Regions from separate parts of the Mus musculus genome. Here region 2 is linked to region 1. Evidence: chromatin contacts called from public promoter capture Hi-C data. All regions are on one chromosome and are shown on one strand. The core of a region is the stretch at or near the end of the contact, and the rest is flanking DNA. Distances in the headings are between cores, read along the strand shown. Region 1 holds the start of E230016M11Rik (RIKEN cDNA E230016M11 gene). Region 2 holds the start of Immt (inner membrane protein, mitochondrial).

The links. Promoter capture Hi-C pulls out the DNA fragments that hold promoters and counts their contacts.
Region 2: a promoter capture Hi-C map of pre-B cells shows a contact between it and region 1. The contact joins the promoter of Immt here to the promoter of E230016M11Rik in region 1. A contact is called at or near these places in 2 of 39 promoter capture datasets (cranial neural crest and pre-B cells).

What each region holds. Positions count from the first base shown.
Region 1 is chr6:67,034,298-67,038,314 of GRCm38.p6, forward strand. E230016M11Rik (RIKEN cDNA E230016M11 gene) reads left to right here and starts at 2,302. Exons shown (of 7, transcript NR_040278.1): 1 at 2,302-2,638. Gadd45a (growth arrest and DNA-damage-inducible 45 alpha) reads right to left here and starts at 3,110. Exons shown (of 4, transcript NM_007836.1): 1 at 2,904-3,110; 2 at 2,713-2,814; 3 at 2,381-2,618; 4 at 799-1,475. The coding sequence starts at 2,947. The coding sequence ends at 1,362.
Region 2 is chr6:71,829,327-71,833,361 of GRCm38.p6, forward strand. It overlaps Immt (inner membrane protein, mitochondrial), which reads left to right and starts at 1,994. Exons shown (of 15, transcript NM_001253681.1): 1 at 1,994-2,189. The coding sequence starts at 2,145.

The sequences.
Region 1 (4,017 bases), core at 1,052-3,551:
CCAGGCTTTGTCTTCAGCACACACCTTTGCTTCCCTTGCCTCTGCCTCCCAGCTACAGTTAATTACCAGGTGCTTTCTAACCAGACAGTAGAAAGGCTTCTTCTACTGAAGTCTTTTCTTCTTCTTTTTCCTCTGACACTTCTTCCCTGACATAATCAGACCTCTCACAGCAGTAGGGGAAATTCTCTGGGAAGAGGCTACAACTTGACAAAACCTGCCCTTTGCCACGGTTCTCCCTTACGCTGGTACTGTATAGCCAGCCACTCACCCTATTTACTACCCCATACCTCCCCAAGTTATCTACCTACAACACTGACCAGGTCACTTCCTTCTGCAGACTGTGGCAAGTTCACAGAAAGAAGCTCAAATACATAATGGTGATGCAAGAACTCCTGTCAGCATCTGAGCTGAACCCCCACCTTTCCAACCCTCTCTCACTTATCTGCCTACACCAGAGGCAGGCAGAGACACCCTCGTAGGTCTCTCTGCAGGCTGTGATCTTTGATGCCTCCAATGAAATGTTTTTTCCTCAGTAAAAGCTTCACTCATCTTCAAGCAGCTTTGGTAACCCTCCTCTCTGCTTCCACGTTTTGCATGCAATTAATTATAGCATTTAAGTCATTCACTGTAATTTAGACTTTGCAAGGTGAATCTTGCCATATTCCCTTTTTCCTTACCCCGACCCTCTACAACCGCCCCCCCCCACCATCTTCCTGCCTAGTGTAAAATACAGCAAAGCTTCAATAGAATGTCCAATAATCAATATTGTAAAACACAAACCACACGTTGAGAAATGACACAATTATTCCATACCAGTTTATTTTAGATAATGTGCTTCAAAAACTTTATCATAAATAACCTTTCACATCATAAAATAACTTAGTAAGATTTATAATAAAACTTCTGAGAATTTAACATCTCATCAAAATACATTTAAACTGTGGCTTGAAAATATGATTAATCCTCTTTTACTTTCCTTTTATTTGAGGGCATAAAGACCAAAAAAAAAAAAGAAAAAAAATACCCAAACTATTGCTATACATTTAAAGTTTCAACAAAGCAATATTTGGCTTATTTGAAAGTAACCTGGCCATCCTAAATTAGCAGTTTTCTTTCTTGCAGTGCTTTGTAGTTTTTGTCCCTTTTGCCTTGGATTTCTCTTTTCTCGCAGCTTCCTTCTTCAGGCTCACCTCTCTCTCCCTCTGCAAAGTCATCTCTGAGCCCTCGTGCAGTTGAACTCGGCCCCTTGACATCAGTTTCTGTAATCCTTGCATCAGCGTGGGGAGTGACTGCTTGAGTAACTACAAAGGTATTTCAAAACTTCAGTGCAATTTGGTTCAGTTATTTCCATTCGGATGCCATCACCGTTCCGGGAGATTAATCACGGGCACCCACTGATCCATGTAGCGACTTTCCCGGCAAAAACAAATAAGTTGACTTAAGGCAGGATCCTTCCATTGTGATGAATGTGGGTTCTGTGAACAGATTTTGAAAAAATTACTTCCCCGGAAAATAATCAGCTTCTGCTACTAATTGTGCTACTTTTGAAAGGGCCAAACCCCGAACATTCTGTTAAAAACAGCATCTAGCATAGTCTAAACACCTGTAACGTGCACGGAACTACACAGAGTTTTGCATATTAACTACCCCATTCTGCATGAGGTTACCATTCTTAAGACCTCCCTTCCAAGCATGTACCCTGGTGGGTCATAAGTAAAAGACTCCTGAAAAGCATTCTCAGGCTGTGTGCACGGTGAGGGCTGCAGGGCAGGCAGCTGCTGAACTCTTATCTTCCCTGACGATGAATAGCACATTTTACTGGCAGCAACAAGTAACCAGGCAGTCACTTCCCTACACAAGTCAGAAGAGAAAGAGTACAAAAACAAAAAACCAGAAGACCTAGACAGCACGGTTCTTTCTGAAAACACTATCAACCCACCACACATTTTTAAGCGGTGGGGAGGAGGGAGCTCGTTTAAACAAACTCAAGAGCAGCAAAGAAAAGAATTCCACTCGGTACACTTCAGAGTATCTATCTATATCCAGGGAATTAATAAGGTCTGTCTCCTACACCACTTCTACCTTTAGCTTTGACAGCAAATGAAGAATGAAGCTAACTTCTTAACGAAGGGTAAACCGGGAATTTATTTGGCTTTATCTAATCTGTTCTGCTCAAAGAATTAGCCACGCGAGGTTGTGCAGAGGTAAGCAGAGGTAGCAGCTGGGCAGCTTGCTGACTCACAGGGATATCTTCCGCCGCTGGAGGCCACCCACGAGCTTAGACACGCTCCGTACCCTATCACAACCCCCGCGAGATCAGCGTTCAGCTCGGACAAGGTCCACCCCAGCAGATTCTGGGCTGCAGCCCCGGGTCTCTTACCGTCACCAGCACACAGTGCAGGTCCGGGGTCTGCGCGGCGCCCCCGCTCTCCGCCGGGCCCGCGTCGTTCTCCAGTAGCAGCAGCTCAGCTAGCCGACCCGGGTTGCTGACCCGCAGGATGTTGATGTCGTTCTCGCAGCAGAACGCACGGATGAGGGTGAAATGGATCTGCAGAGCCACATCCCGGTCGTCGTCTTCGTCAGCAGCCAGCAGGCACAGTACCACGTTATCGGGGTCTCTGCGGGCAGCGGGGCAGCGGTGAGTTGCATACGCTCAGGGGGGCGCGGGGTAGAGGCGGGTGGGTGGGCGAGCGGGGAACGCGGGCCACTTACACGTTGAGCAGCTTGGCAGCCTCGTACACGCCGACCGTAATGGTGCGCTGACTCCGAGCCTTGCTGAGCACTTCCTCCAGGGCATCGCCCACCGTGTCCATCCTGCGGGCGGCAGGGTGAGAGCGGGTCAGCCGGGTCCCCGGACGCGAGGCGGGAGGGGCGGCGGCCACCGAGTCGGCAGGCACACTTACCTTTCGGTCTTCTGCTCTGCAGCCGAGAATTCCTCCAAAGTCATATTGCAAGTGCGAGTCCCTCCCTCGGCGCGCGGGCTGCTCCTGGCCCCCACAGTGCGCGGCGCCGGCTCTGCGCTCGCTCCCACCCTCCCTTCTCCGCTCCGGCCGGCCGGCTGCTCGCCTAGCCTCGCTGGGGAACTCTGCACTGCTGCCTCGGGGCCACTGGAGGACAAAGGGCCCGATTCCGGAGATATGGGGCTAGCCCTCAGCCAACCAGGTCCAGCTTCATTTGCATGCAGTCAGGCCATTGGGTTATGCAAATTAGCAGACGTTGACACCCAGACCCTCGCTCCACCAAAGCAAGGCAGAGTTGAGCGGAAAGGGGCGGAGCTACGCGGGAGGGAGCCCACGGGACGAAGGTGGTGCTGAAACCCGGTTGGTGGGGTCCTGAGCCAGCTCTAGGTAGTTTGTGGAGCCTTCTGGTGCGGAGGGCTTTGCAGTGGTTCAAGTGTCCTCAGCTCTGACTGAAACAGCCTGCCAATTGTTTTTCTGGTTGTGGACATCTTTTGATTGTCGTTTCGTGCCCTTTGTGTTAAGGGGCTGCTTTTTAAATTTTACTTCCAGGGATTAATGCACTCCAGTCTAGCTGTTGTTAGTAAGCATATTTTTAAGTGTCCAGACATGCCGGGCAAAGCTTGCTTCAGTGTTTATATGCAAGTTTCAGGTAAACCTGCTTATTCCCAGTAGTAGTCTTTTGGTGCCCTGATGGCTGGTTTGATTTGGTTTTGGTTGGTTGTGAGAATTTGAAACTCCAGGGAGAAGAAAAAAAAAAAAAAAATCGCATTTGTGTGTAGTGGTGGCACAGTACCAAGTTGGAATCTTTTCCACAAAAAGTTGGTGAAATTTCTGCCTACTCCATGTAAGGTGGGGAGCTGGTGATCGCATGTTTAACGAGCCAAATTCACCGTTCTTAGAATCCTTCCTGAAGAAGGCTCCTTCTGATCAAGTAAGAGCTAAGAGAGAAATTCTGTGGTATTCAGAGGTGCCATCATGGAAATTCGAGGTGCTCACGATGTTCCCTGAGCGTCCCATCACAGGCAGAAGAGTATGACACCACCTTTACTGTCTATGA
Region 2 (4,035 bases), core at 744-3,243, 4.8 Mb after region 1:
TGTGTTGTACACAGGACACTCAACCTTGGTCTCTGAGGGAGTGGCCAATGCCCTCTCCAGATCCATAAAGATCTTTTAAAAGATCTTTCTTTCTCAAACTATATACAACACATTAGTGAAGGTACCGCAGAATCTCCTGGGGCTGCAGTTAAAGGTTATGAGCTGCCTGAGGTGGGTGCTGGGAACCGAACTCAGATGCCCTGCACACCTGCACCCAGATCCAGCTTTGCTGTTTTTGTTTTCCAAGACAGGGTTTCTCTGTGTAGCCTTCACTGTCCTGGAACTCACTTTGTAGACCAGGCTGGCCTCGAACTCAGAAATCCGCCTTCCTCTGCCTCCCAAGTGCTGGGATTAAAGGCATGCGCCACCAATGCCCGGCTTAAGATTTATTTTTATAAATCATGTCTGTGTCTGTATCTGGAGGGCTCTCTGATAATTTATAGGAAGTTGTAAGCTGCCTGATATTGGGGCTGTGAACTGAATCTGGGTCCTCTACAAGAATAATATATGCTCTTAGACATTGAACCATTTCTCCAGCCCTGAAGAATGAGATCTTAAAGCCAAGGAGACTGTCTGTAGTACAAGGTCCGAAGTGTAGTACAAAAGCAGCCCCGGGTCAACAGTGTGCGAGACGTTATCACGCTGGCAAGAACCAGAGCAGCGGTGAACAGGGATGGAGCCAGACTGCTAGATTTACTAAGAAAATGGGAGGACTGGAGGCTGTCGAATGATGACATGACAAAGATCGACAAGTACATTACTGAAGTGCTCTGAAAAGCTTGGCATGTATAGAACGTAGATAATATAGAACATAAACACATTTTTGATATTTTTCAAATCTTTCCTGTTTTTTGTTTGAAATTTATGTAGTCCAATCCTGCAACAGCCTCCCAAGTGCTGTCATTTACAGTGTGACCACAACACTGGACTTCATTTATTTTATAAATGAAAATAAAAGTGCAGCTTTTTTTTATCTGTATCGTATCATAACAAATCACCTACTTATGGCTTGTAAGTATTTTGCAAACAGATTTGTTGTTTTGTGGTTTTCAAGACAGGGTCTCAATATATTCAGCTGGCTGTCCTGGAACTCTGTAGATCAAGCTGGCCTTGAACTCAAAAGATATCTGCCTACCTCTACCTCTCTAGCGCTGGGATTAAAAGCATGCACGACTAGGTCCAGCCTCCAACAGATTTTGAAAATTATTTTTCTATGTTATTATGGTAAGAGAACCACATAATCATAGTGGAATTTACATAGAATATTAACGACAGTCAATTTTTAACACATTGTTAAACTCAGAACGCTTGGAAGAGTCTTCCAAACCGTCCCCAAAACTGCGACCGAAATCATCTTTATAAAATAAAAGTGGCAAAAAAAAAAAAAAAAAAAAAAAAAAAGCGGTGTGACTTAAGTAAAAACCTGAACTTAGAATTTGGGTTCCTATCCGTTCTCTACTATTTAAAGACACCGGAAACACATTCTGCCCCAGGATGCCTTCAGCACATTCGCTTATTCTTCAGCAACCCTTTGGAAAAGAAAAAAAAAAAAAAAAAAAAAAAAAAAAAACCAAAAAAAAAAAAAAAACCCTGTAGGCATACGTGTGCCTCAGCTCCATAAAGAAGTCAGCGGACAACTAATTGGAATCGATTCTATTGCCACCAGAGAGGTCGCAAATTTCAGGTCGTCAGGACTGGGAGCAGGCGTCCCTACCGGATCCACCTCCCCATCCCTTTAATTCTAAGAGTCTAATTCTAATTTAATTCACCAACGCTTTAATTCTAAGAGTCACAGTCGAACTTTACACAGCACTCTCCGGCCAGTTCACCTAGTAACCCGGTCATCTGCAGACAAACTAGCGCCCAAGCGCGACCCGGAAGGAGAACCTGCCCTTCCGCCTCCTAGTCGCCAATCACCGCTTTACTCCCCTTTTCGCAGCCGGGGTGAGTCCCACCCTCAGGGAGCCGCCTCGGCTGTAGCAGGGGAGGAGGCGGCGCGTGCGCAGTGGTGCCGGTGGCCCTTCCGGTGCGCCGGACGCAGCTAGGCTGTACAGACGCGGGCACGCACACCAGCACGCACGCCCTCCTCTCGTGCGGCCGCGGTCGTTCCCGCGTCCACCAGCAGCGCTGTCGCTTCGGCAGAAATGCTGCGGGCCTGTCAGTTATCCGGCGTGACCGTCGCGGCCCAGGTGAGCGTGGGGTCTCTCCGAAGGGGCGCGTGGTCACGCTGACTGCGGACTGCCAACGGACAACGTGAGAGGCATCCATGATGCGCACCCCCCCCAGGCAGAGCCACCCCTAGTGCGGGGAACCGAGGCAGTCCTCTAGGGCGGCCGCTGGACTGGAATGACTCGAGGGTTATTGCTGAAGAAGCGGGCTGGGGTGTGGAGCGCGGGGAGGCGGGTGTGCCGCTGAGGCGTGGCTTCAGGGACCTGGTATCCAATCAGTACCTCCTTATCTCAGTCTCGGACCAATCCTGGCTGCTGGCGTCTGGGCCGCCGGTTGGGCACGTGATAGGTTTCCAATCGTGAAGGTCGGCGCGGGAGAACTACAGTTCCCAGCAGGGATTGCTTCTCAGGGCTTGTTGCATCTTTAATAAGCAGGTTCCTGGACTGGTGGAGAGCCTAGGGGTCAAAGTTGCTGTTAATCTGGGAGTGGGTTCCTTTTGTTTCCGTAGCCGAGAGCGCCTTTGAGCTAGTCTTATAGTAAAAGGTGAAAGATTTTTCATTTCTCGAGCTTAAACTTCTGGTGCTGAAGGAGGACAGAAGTCATGACCTTGTGCTTATTTCTGAGATTAGCTTGGGGATCAGTGTCTCTAAGCACTGGAACCATGTCTGACATTCAGGTATCTTAGGCGCCCTGTTTTGTCTCTCTTTAATTTTTCATAACTGTCAGTATAACTTTCTACAGTTGAAAATAAAAACCCCATTTCCATTACTCAGAAGTTTTAGAAAACTAACACTTGAAAGGTTATGAGGAACATGCTGCAACTTGAGCAGTAATTGGATAAAGTTTCGAGACAGGGTCATCCTGAGATGATTGAAGTTAAGCAGTTTTGTTCTTTATTTTTGCTTTACTGTTTGTCCTTCAGCCTCTTGCATAGGGAAGTGAGCCCCGTATTAGTTTTCTGTTGGTATTTATCCAACAGCACACATTAAGCAGCCTGTAACTACACCCTCATTGATTATCTTCCAGTTTTTGTAGTAGTCTGGACATTAGTGTTGTGGAGTCTCAGCTTAGAGTCATGCAAGGCTTTGTTGAGAAGTATTAGCTGTGCTTTGATTCTCATTTGTAGATAGTACTTTTTACTTCCTCCAAATTCATAATTAGCTAAATCCAGCCCCTTCAGGTGTTGCACTAAAGTCCATGTTCTCTCCTGTGTCTTGCAGGTGGCTGCTCTCAGCTTTTAGAACCTTCTAACAATTTCTTGCCACAAGGCACTTACAGGCCATTCCTAACACCAAACACGAAACACAACACATTTAGTATTACCATGTGCTTCTTTCTGTCTTTACTTCAACATCTCTTCTCTCATTGATTTATTTACTAGACTAGCCCTACCTGAGTAACTTCCCTAATTCAGATTTCTTTTTGGGGAGCTCAGTTAGAGACTAAAACATGAATGGTATTCTAGCTCTCAACAAACATTTTAAAGTTCCCTGAAGTCACTGTCAACAAATTCATAGGTTTATTGTCATTACCTCTTCATTCATTCTGTAGCATTTGATATTGCTGCTTATTTGTGTGTGTGTCTATCTGTCTGTCTGAGAGAGAGAGAGTGAGAGAGAGTGTGTGTGTGTGTGAATGAATGAATATGTGTACATGTACACACCTATGGAGGCCAGAAGAGGATACTGTATCCCCCAGTGCTAAGGTTAATCAGTGGTTGTAGACTCCCTGACACTGATACTGAACTCAGGTCCTCTGGAAGAACATTAAATATAAGTGAGCTTTTCCATTTATGGCCCTGTTCCTGTGTAATGACTTGGGAGGCTTATTATTCATGAATAAATGCCTAGGTCTTAAGCAGGGCTT